2 separate regions of the Sus scrofa genome follow, and region 2 is linked to region 1. The links are chromatin contacts, called in public Hi-C maps. All regions are on one chromosome and are shown on one strand. The core of a region is the stretch at or near the end of the contact, and the rest is flanking DNA. Distances in the headings are between cores, read along the strand shown.

The links. Hi-C and Micro-C count contacts between places; a contact is called where the count stands out from the background.
Region 2: a contact with region 1 is called in a Hi-C map of liver, with 3 times the contacts expected there. The contact joins the enhancer-like site here to the promoter of LOC110256919 in region 1. A contact is called at or near these places in 1 of 5 promoter capture datasets (liver), 11 of 47 Hi-C or Micro-C datasets (fibroblasts, heart right ventricle, liver and 3 more) and 1 of 2 datasets of contacts at active chromatin or transcription factors (skeletal muscle).

The regions. Positions count from the first base shown.
Region 1 is chr15:106,994,984-107,000,043 of Sscrofa11.1, reverse strand. It overlaps LOC110256919, which reads right to left and starts at 2,995. Exons shown (of 2, transcript XM_021074734.1): 1 at 2,396-2,995; 2 at 2,020-2,313. The coding sequence starts at 2,995. The coding sequence ends at 2,020. It overlaps RAPH1 (ras-associated and pleckstrin homology domains-containing protein 1), which reads left to right and starts at 2,249. Exons shown (of 15, transcript XM_021075323.1): 1 at 2,249-2,571.
Region 2 is chr15:107,039,451-107,044,805 of Sscrofa11.1, reverse strand. No RefSeq gene overlaps it. Among named protein-coding and RNA genes, the nearest start is that of RAPH1, 44 kb to the right of the region's middle. Within about 2 kb of position 2,550, at least 17 of the 83 cell types and tissues checked have an H3K27ac peak or open chromatin away from gene starts, as enhancers often do. A contact at or near this core is called in liver, retroperitoneal adipose tissue and skeletal muscle, where this site is marked.

The DNA.
Region 1 (5,060 bases), core at 1,746-4,245:
GGCATATGGAGGTTCCCAGGCTAGGGATCTAATTGGAGTTGTAGCAGGTCTAATTGGAGCTGTAGCCGCCAGCCTACGCCAGAGCCACAGCAATGTGGGATCCGAGCCGCGTCTGCGACCTACACCACAGCTCACGGCAACGCTGGATCGTTAACCCACTGAGCAAGGGCAGGGATCAAACCCACAACCTCATGGTTCCTAGTCGGATTCGTTAACCACTGCGCTAAGACGGGAACTCCCTGTTTTCTTTTCAAATTAGCCTTGACCCACCTAAGCACTGAGAGGAAAAAGAGCTAGGAGCTGTCTACAAAGCACTTAATGGTCTATTTTTTAAAGGAGGTTACAATGAAGTGAATAACTTCTCTGGGCAGTATCACAGAGCCTAGTTATAGCATTTGATGACAATAGGGTATTATTAGGTAGAGCACTCAGGTGTGTGTAATCCCAGCAAACCTGGTCATGGGGGACATGGGGTGAGAAGCTATAGACATATTTGTACGAATTATCACTCATCAAAATGTTTACAGTATTTATTAATTTTAAAATATTTATTGGGAAAGGTAGTGTGCTAGACATTATGGAAGACATAAGGACAAATAAACTGTTGTATTACCCTCATTAGGAAAGATCATCACTTACTGAAATAATTATAATTAGAGGTAATGAATGATGAATTCCACAAGAAAGGAACAGAAGGCTATAGGAACTAGTTGGCATCATCATCCTCATTTATAAGACATAACATTAGGGTTCCTACAGGGGTGCAGTGGGTTAAGAATCCAACTGTAGTGGCTCAGGTTGCTGTGGAGGCACAGGTTCCATCCCCAGCCAGGCACAGTGTATTAAAGGGTCCAGCGTTGCCACAGCTGCAGCTTGGATTCAGTCCCTGGCCTGGGAACTTCGATCTGCCATAGGCGCAGCCAAAAAAAAAAAAAAAAAAAAAAAAAGCCTATACCATTATTCCACACAAGAATAGTTAAGCACCTTCTAGACTTAAAATACAAAACTACAGTTATGTTTCTAAAGTACAGATAGCTCAAGTGTGAAATGCAACTAGTAACTGTATTGTTTGGTTCTAAATACCAGTTTGAAACAGACTGTGTACCAGTTTGGAACAGATTGTGCAAGACACCAAACCACTTCAAAGTCCTCAAGAATATCTGAAAGTAGGAATGTTTTTAACCAAACCAAGATTTGGCCCCAGGACAGAGAAATGAACACTGGTTCTTAGAAAGGGAGCTAGGATCTCAGAAACTCACAGTTAATTCTTTATCTGTGAAAATTCAAGATACAGATACTCAGCAAGCAGATGAGAAGACATGAAAACGGAATGTTCACTACAACTAATTCTAGGTCACACTCCAGATTTTTTTCAATTGTTTTAATGCTGTCAACAAATCTGCTCTGCATGTAACTAGGAAAAAATGATTTTAATTCCATTTTTTTCTTCCTTTGATCAACATTAGAAAGTCAAAATAAAGATATAAATTAAAATTGAAAAGCCTAGGTCAAGCCTGCATTAAAATAAGCAATACTGAGTCGTTTAGAGCTCGATGATAAGGAAAAATGGCAACACCTTACTCCTAAACTATTTCAATAAGGGCGGGAGGATGACAGAAATCAATAACTCAAAATAAGCAAATTTCAAAGTTAAAAGTGATCAAAAATAATGAAAATGTCCAATTTCTAGAAGCTTCCCAATATAGTGCATGAAATCACAGAGAGCGCTGTTGGCCAAAATGGGATTTCCTAAAAAAGGCCTCACAGACTACAGCGACAACGGTCCTTTAAGCGCCTAAGACCACATCTGACGGGTTGCTGGAGTCCTGGAATACTCCAGCAGGAAGGTGCATGCATATAGGTCCTTGATGGACGTGCTCAAGGCTTCAGCGAGTCCCAAAGCCCTTGGACAGAGGCCGCTGAGCCTTCTTCCAAGGAACGGCAAGCAGGGGTGGGACAGCACCGGAATTTTCCTCCCTCACTCATTCATTCTCTGATTCACTGGTTCCTGGAGGCGGTTCACAAGGACGCGCGGTGGAAAGGCGGAGCGCGGGCGGCCCCGGCTGGGTGCGGCCCGGCGCCTAGGGCGGGGGGTGAGCGGGGCGGGCTAGGGGGCGCGGGCCGGGGGCGCGGACGGCGGGTGCCCGGGAGGGGCGGGCTCGGCTGCCTGCACCGGAAGTGAGTGGCTGGCGGCGGGCGGGGGGAGCGAGCGGCCGGGCGCGAGTCGGTCCGCCCGTCGGCTGCCCGGCCCGCAACCCCGCCTTCTGCGTCTCGGCCGGACGCGGCCGCACTCGGATCCGCCGCCGCTGGGCGCTGCGGCCGTCCCTCCCGCCGCGCGCTCGGCCCCGCCCCCGCCGCCGCCGCCGCCCGGTGGGTCAGTCAGTCAGTCAGTCACGGAGCGCGCGGCGCGGAGCTGCGGGCGCTCGAGGCATCTCGGGAGAGGGAGCGCCGCGCCTGCGGAGGAGGCGGCAGCGGCAGCGGCAGCGGCGGCTGGACGAGCGCGAGCGGCGGCTACGCTGCCTGGGGCCGCTCCGGGAGTCAAGCCCGCCGGAGGACTTAGCTGCTGCCGCGGTGAGTACTCAGCCTCGCCCTCGGGGCCGGCCGGGCGCGGGGCTCTGAGGCGCTGCCGTCGCTCCCGCCTCCATTTTCCCGGCGCCCGGCCCCGCCATCCGGGTGCGGTGCGGGCTGCTGAGCCTGGGGCGGGGTCGCGGCTGGGGCCGGGGCCCGGGCCCGGGCCGGTTGGACCTCGGCCGGCAGGCGGCTGGCTGGTGGGTGGGCGTCGGCGGGCCCTGGGCTGCACCCTGAGCCCCTGGGGGCCGCCACGGAGGGAGACAATGAGATGCAGGGCCGCCTGGGGAGGGTGCGCTTGGGTTTCTCCGACCCGGCACCGGGGCTGGTGGCCCGGGACCGTGGGCAGGAAAGGACTCTTCCCCCGACCAGCCGCAGAAACCAGTGATTCGGGGTCTGGGGTTCCCCGGGTTTCGGCGCCCCCCATGTTTCGTAAATGAGTTCAGTGCAGAGATTTAGAAAGGCGGGGCGGCACCTTCTATGTCTTCTTGCTAATTAAGCAGGGTAAGTAATCGCTCCATTGCTCTTGAGCCCAATCTCATCTTTCTGTGTCTGTGTGCATTCCCGCCGGAAATCCAAACTGCAATTCATGCGGGGGGTGGAGGGAGGAGAAGGAAGGCAGTGTAATAGTATTAGGATTCGTTTTAAGACGGGTTGAAAGATGGGGTTTTCTTATCCAGGTAGCGTCTTAGGGTGTCCCCGCAGTGCGAGCTGGAAACCGCATAAGTCATTGCTCGTAGGCATGAAGACGTGGCTTAGCGTGAAGTAAAAGCTTTTGGGAAGGGTTATAAGCATTGCATCAAATGTGACTTGTTGGTGTGCATCTCATAATCTGTGGGAAGAGCAGTTGGGAAAATCTGAGAGAATTGAAAGGTTCTTCACTTCGCCTCCCAAAACGGGTTGGTGTTGTCTGCACCATTTCCCTTGGAGATGTGGAGGGCTGCCTCTGTGTGTAAAGTCCGCTGTAAAGGTACAGTTAAGGTAACCGGCTAGGAGTGGGGCGTGATCGTGGTATTGAAAGGGTGGTAGTGAGTCCATAGGAATATTAAATTCAGCAAGTATTTAGGGAATACCTCCTATCTGTTAGGCAGGATGGAGGACACAGAGTGAACAAGACTGTAGCATCACAGCCAAGGCAATCAGCAGCTCCTTAAGCACTGGAATTGGCTACCAGTGTGATGTTGGATGGGCTGTTGAACTCTCAACAGTATGGTTCTCTGTCAGTAAAATGGGAATAACTAACACCACCTGCTTACCTCCGGAGATGCTTGTCTAATGGATTAAATAAGATAATGTATGCAAAATACCTAGCTCCTGGCAGGGCACCAGTGTGTTTAACAAATGTTAATTACTGGGATTTACTTGAGGGAAGGTGGGGGCGAGGGGGGGGAGAGAAGTGAATGTAGGTAGTTGTAATGCAATGCATTATATAATAAAAATGTTGAAGTAGAGGTGCAAAATAGGGAAGTGAAGAGGCGAAGGAATAAAATAATTCTAAATTGGGAGCACTGAGGGAAAATTCAAGGAAGCTGAGGCATTTAAGTGGAACCTTTAGTGATGGGTAGGATTTCAGCTGATGTAAATGGGTAGGGGAAGGACGTTGCTAGTAGAGGTGGTGCTGTCCTTTGAGGGAGGAATTGAGGAGAAGAGCAATGGGGGAAGGGCAAAATTAGAGACGCTCAAAAGCGTTTTAGCTCTTGTTGAGTCTGACCTTCAGAGATTGCCTCTGTTATTTTGCTTTCTGTGTTGTGAATTATCCAGAAACCAGATCTAGCCTATTCAAGTAAGTACAGAAATCTCTACAAAGCTCAATTACATGGGTTTTTTTTTTTTTTTTGGATGAGACATTTTGTGTTATTTGGATTGCTCTTCTCTTCTGTTTGAATTTAATAAAGAATTATTTGTAGATATTTCCTTGTGATAAATATTAGCTCTGTTTGGTGGAAAATGCCACTGATCTTTCAGAGTCAGAGGTCTCATTAAGATAATATAGTGAGTAAATGGCTGAAAGGTGTGCAGTAGTGGGCACATAATTGGGTGTGTCTCAAACTCGTGATCAACATTTGTTTTCACAAATATTTTAACACTTCATTTTCGGAAGAGGTGTTTTTAGGCATTGTCTTCTTTTGGTTTTGCCACCTTTTGGTTCCTGCCCCATGCATAATTATTAGATTAGCATGGTGGATGACTCTCACGATTAATAGATTTTATAGAATCTCATGGCTTTGCTTTGGTTCTGAAGTAGTTGAATGTCAACCTTAGTATTGTTAACCCCAAACTCTTATTTTAGGGAAACTAATATTAGCAAAATAAGAAATGTGACTTCAAGCAAGTCATTTATTTTGGACTCTAAATTCTTTTACCTATAAAGTGAGAAATTTCAGTTAAATCACTGGTTTTCTATCTGTGTTTTACTGAGTTTTGAGGACCTTCATAGATTCTGCAGATGTTTGCCTTAAATGTTATTAAAATGTTTTAAACCCATAATAAAA
Region 2 (5,355 bases), core at 1,301-3,800, 45 kb before region 1:
TCAAGCCACTATTACTGTCCCCAGGCTCCCCAACACACTTACTTCAGACCGAACTTATTCAAATTAGAGAATGCCTCAGCAAGACTAGGAAGCCCTTGGCACCAGATTTCCATCTTGGCAAGGAACCAGAGTAAGAAGGCCCTGCTCCGCCCTTGTGGACCAAGCCCATCCAAAGCAAACAGTTCCCATGACTGTTTACGGTAGGACAAGCTTCTTCCTTTAAACAGGGCAAACGTGGAAAATCACCCAGCCCGACACTGCTTGTTATTTTGGCGCTTCTGAAATTCAGGGAGGAGGCCTTACCAACCAGAGATCCAGCCCCCTCTTCAAATGGGGAACAGAGAAATGGGGAAGCAGATCAAATGTCCTATTGGAAGCTGTAAAGATTTGATTGTTCTCTAAAAGCACGTTCTTATCGCAATTACTTAAACAGTGACTCCATTTAATATCTCCACTTAACCAGCACCTCCTGCCACAGCTTGCAAATCCTCCCAGGTTTTCTGTGACACCACCCAGAGGAAATTCCCAGTCTGCCTGTGTTCCTCTGGCCTGCCACTGGCAAGACCAGGGAAAGGGCCTTAGGTGAGTTACTTCCCAGTCACTGGCTTCTGCTGCTGGATGACTCCAGTTGTCTAGTTAGTAATAAGGACCATCCTGTTATGGCTGACGTCCTTTGACTACCAGTAACATCTGCTAAAGTTTTAAAGAAAATATTAGCGAGTATTTACAGACCCAAGTCTGAACCTTGGTAGACCAAAATAAGACATCTGGATGACATGCAGGTGAATTGGCAGCTTTATGAAACACTGGATGAGGTTAAATGTAAGGCATCTGACCTAGGCTAGTATATGAGTGATTTGGATAAATCTACATGGATTTGAATTTGTCTTTTTTCTAGGTTCCCAAGGGTCAGGCATCCCTTATGCAAGCTTCACTGAACATTTACTGTTTTAATTCTGAAGTGACTAGGCCAATTAAAATAATAGATGGTATTAAAGACATTGGGAATAGCAAAACAATGTTTGATTTTTATTTATACGGGAGTCTCTTCTAGAAATGGAAAAGACTATCGCGACAGGACACAAAGAGAAAAACCACTCACTGAAATCTGCATGTTCCTACACCATAAAAAGAAGACGGGTGGGGGGAGTAGGAATCTTTAAGAAGGGCTTATTTACTTATGTTCAAAATAAAGTAGGTATCTGGTGCCTTCCAGGGGTTAATTCGCGATTACCCCAGATCTTGGCAACTAATGATCCAGGAAAAAAAAGCCTCTGGGAGCACAATGACATCAGAACCTCTGGCTTTTCCCTTCTATGTGTGCAGTAGAATGAGGGGTGTGCCTTACAGCAGCATCTGTTTCTCTTTGCCTCCACATGAAAACCTGAGAGGGGACATCAGTGCCACTGTCAGATTGGCCAGTGTGCAGTCGTGCTCCTACAGCAGCTGCACGTGCCTCCTGAAAACTCTCCTTCCCCCCGCAGATCAGCTTTTATATTTCTAATCCCACGAATCAAAGTGCCATGCATGGAACTACAACCTCTGCTGTATCAGCCTGGGAAATAAACAGCACCAACTCCAGGCCCCAGGGCTGTCAATGAGTTTATAATTCAAAAAAAAAAAAAAAAAGGTAAATATGACAACCCACAAATGCATACACTTTTGTACATCTTTTAAATGAAGATTGTTTGAAATGTAAAAAAAATGTATTTTATTCAGCTCTTGCTGCTTCTATTCTCTTTTAAAGTAAAGGAGATTCATTGTAGAGAGGCTTGGCTCTTCTAGAGAAGAATTTTCAGTTTTGAGCAGAGGAAAAGATGAAGAAGAAATAACATAATTAATGTTAGATTATTTACAATTGAAAACAGAATTTGGAAACATGCAATGAGTATTTAATACTCTAATTACTATTATTAGCATGTTCTTATTTTATTAAAATGGCTAATACTCTTCTCCATTCACTATCAATTCATATTCTCATTTGCAGAGCACTATAATAATCATTCTATTAATCAGGTGTTTATTACAAGTTTTCAACACTGTAGCTGATTCCTTGAGACATTGTTAAAGAGTGATTGCATTTATAGACTCCAGTTTTCTCTCTTAGGCCAGTTTGAATACATCCACCACATCAAACCAAGGCACAAATTTCAGTTTGAGTCAGTCGTATTTGTTTTCTATTTATTTACAAACCCTGACTCTTCCCAGAACGGATTTGAAGCTGCTATTATAGTCAGTTAGTCACACCAGTCCTTAGGACTCCAAGAGTGGGTAGAAACCAGTATTTCTGGTTCCTTCTTGCCTGTGGAACCTCACACAGCCATTAGAGACCTGTGCAGACTGGCTCAGATAACTGCCAGTAGGACCAGCCATTCCAGCTTCCTTCAGCAGCCAAAGAGGGAGCTAGCCAAAGTCGTGAACTCTAGAGAGGCCATGTCTTTCTTATCAGTATGGAATAGGCCATCGCTACCACCAAAATCCCTCCCTGTCCCAGGAGGAGGAGCAAAAAAACCCAACTTCACAGCAGTTGCTCAAAGACATTATGTCCTAGACTCTGTCAACTGTCAACAGAGTCAGTGTAATCACACTTCTGCCAACTCACAGGGTACACATCTGTGTTCTGTCATCAGTGCTCTTTCATCTCATATAGACGGCTTTCCAAATCTAGTCTTCCCATTCACATATTTCTATTGTTCATTAGAAGCCAAAGATTTTCCAGGGAATCCTTGCTAAATGGCAAGCCAGACGATCAGTGTTTTGATAGCCCAGAGACACAATGTTCCTTCTGGGCTATGACCTTGTCACCCCTCATTTAACTACGGACAATTCTTATGTAAGAGCTCCCGGAGAGAGGGGAAAAAAATCTAATTCCACAGAAACCGGGGTTGATGATCCAAGTGGCAATTTTCTTTCCTGAGTAGGAATTAAATCAACACACCCGTTGAAACATGACCCTCCAGCCCTGACATATTTTGATTTTGTGAAAACACAAAGATGCTCACTAAAGGAATATGATAAAAAAGGATAACAATTCATTCTTAAATTTTCTTATAGCTACTAATTAGCAGCTGCTCTTGACTTTCCATCTTCAACCCTATTGTGAAGTCTCTTTGGTGCAAAATAACCAGAGCCCAGTTCCTCAACCACTTACTGAAGCCCAGCAGAGGCTCAACTCAAAACTCTGTCTGGGGGGTTCTCCAAGTCTCCTCCTTCTGGAACCAGACTTTTTTCTAAGGTTCAACGAGATTCCTAATGGAAAGAAAAGAAGTTGGTTGTGGCAGCCTCGTGTTGTTCAGGAATTTCACTGTCAACCTTCCCTTCCTCCTCCACTCCTGTTGCCACTGATTGCCAGCAAACTCTTCTCGAACACCAAGTCGTTTCAAGGCTTTCAGGAGAAATTTACCTCTTAAAGGAATATTATGTCCTTCACCAGAGCAACTGTATCCCAGGCCCAGCATGACACCTGGTGTAAAGGGATATCAATAAATGTTGAATGAAGGAAAGAATGCACAAACGAATGGTTTTCCTTCTCACATGCACCCCGTTAAACCCAATCCTCTTGAATATCCTTTCTTTACCTCTATACTCATCTAACTTTTATCCATAAACTATAACAGGTTTTGTAGAAGAATTGTGAAATTGAAAGGGGGGAAGATTCTTTAGGAATAAGGTCAAATTACCTTACTCCAACCCCATACACGGTTGGATATGTTTTTTCCACTTTCAGTATTAATTTCAATAAATAAAAATATTACCTAATTTTATTTCAATGCTGTTTCTATTGTTTACTCTTTTACAAAGGGTAGCAATATGGGATGTTTTACTCTCTTAGATGTCAGGGATTATATCCAATTACCCAATCTCTATGAACGCATCAGCTTTTTAAAAATAATGATACAGAAATATGGCCTATCTACGTACATTCCATTTAACCAGAGAAGATAACTTTTCAAAAATAGAGATACGATGGTGCTGAAAATGGTCAATAAACAAATCATATATTCCCTCTCTCCCTTTATTCGCATCCAAAAGATCTTTGTTTATCCCCAGCAGAAATGACTAGAGGTCAAACGGGAGCATGTATGCAAATAGGGTATGTAGGTAGATGGCAATACAAAAATGATAGATGTTGTTTGCAATCTGACTGTTATTTCCATAATCATCAGCTCATCTCTTCATCCTACTAAAGAGAGCAAAAGGGAGGTTTGCCAGTTAATTGTGTAACCATAGTCCTATTGCTTAGTCTGCAACACTCAAAGCACCATTAAAGAAAAAAGCCTGGGATCCAAAAGGAAGCACACAAGTAAAGAGAAATCAGTGCTCTAAGATAGGGAAAAATCAATGACTCAAGTGGTTTCACATGCTAAGCCCTTTGAAGTGGAATCTTTTCTGCTATTTTCCATCACCTACTCCAGACATGCCCCACTTCAGTGCCTTACTATGCGTAGTTTCCATTGGTGGTATTAACAAGTGTGAATGATACAGAAGCCAAGCCACTCAATTATCTCAACAAAGGGTTTACATTAGCATGTGTGAGGAAGACTCAGATAACCTCACCAAAGGGTGATTTTTTTTTTTTAACGCTTAATCCATTGTGAAATAATTTCCTCTAGCTCTTGCACTATTTCCCTGACATTAAAGGACCGAGAAGTTGCCCTAACAGGAAAATTTGTGATCTTTGCGTAATTTGTTTTGTATACTTCAGCAAATTTTTAATGATTAATGTGGTGTCTGGTCCCATCATTCTACTGAAACCACTCTCTTAAAGGGCATCAATCACCATCTAATCACTAAATCCCAGTTCTTCTTTGTCTGCATCTTCCTTGAATCCCCGCTTACCATCCTCAGAGTTGCTCAACTTCTCCCTGAAATCCTCTCTTGCATTTTATCACCCTGCATTCCCCAGGTCCATCTACTGCCTGGCTCATTCCTTCAGTATCTTACCACTTCCTCTTCTTCCTACTGTCTCCTAAAATCAGATTTTCCCTAAAAGCTCCCAGTGCTCTTCTTTATTCTCTTAATGTAGCTTTTCCTAAGGATCTGATCACCTCCACAACTTTTACTTCAATCTCTGCATGTCCACCCACACTCCTACTCTCAGATTCTCTCTTGATGGGCTTCCAGCCACCGCTCAAACTCAACACATTCACAGGCAAGCCTACTCTTTCTCCTGACTTCCATATTCCCATGAATGAGGTGGCCCACTTTCCAGTCACCCAGATTCTTAGAGATTCACACCTATAACCTTCATTTACCTTTTCCTGGACATTTTTCTGCTTCAAGCCATCATGGCTATTGCTTGTAAACTCACTTATGGCCTCTAACATATCCTTCCTTGTAATTTGGTCAGTTGGA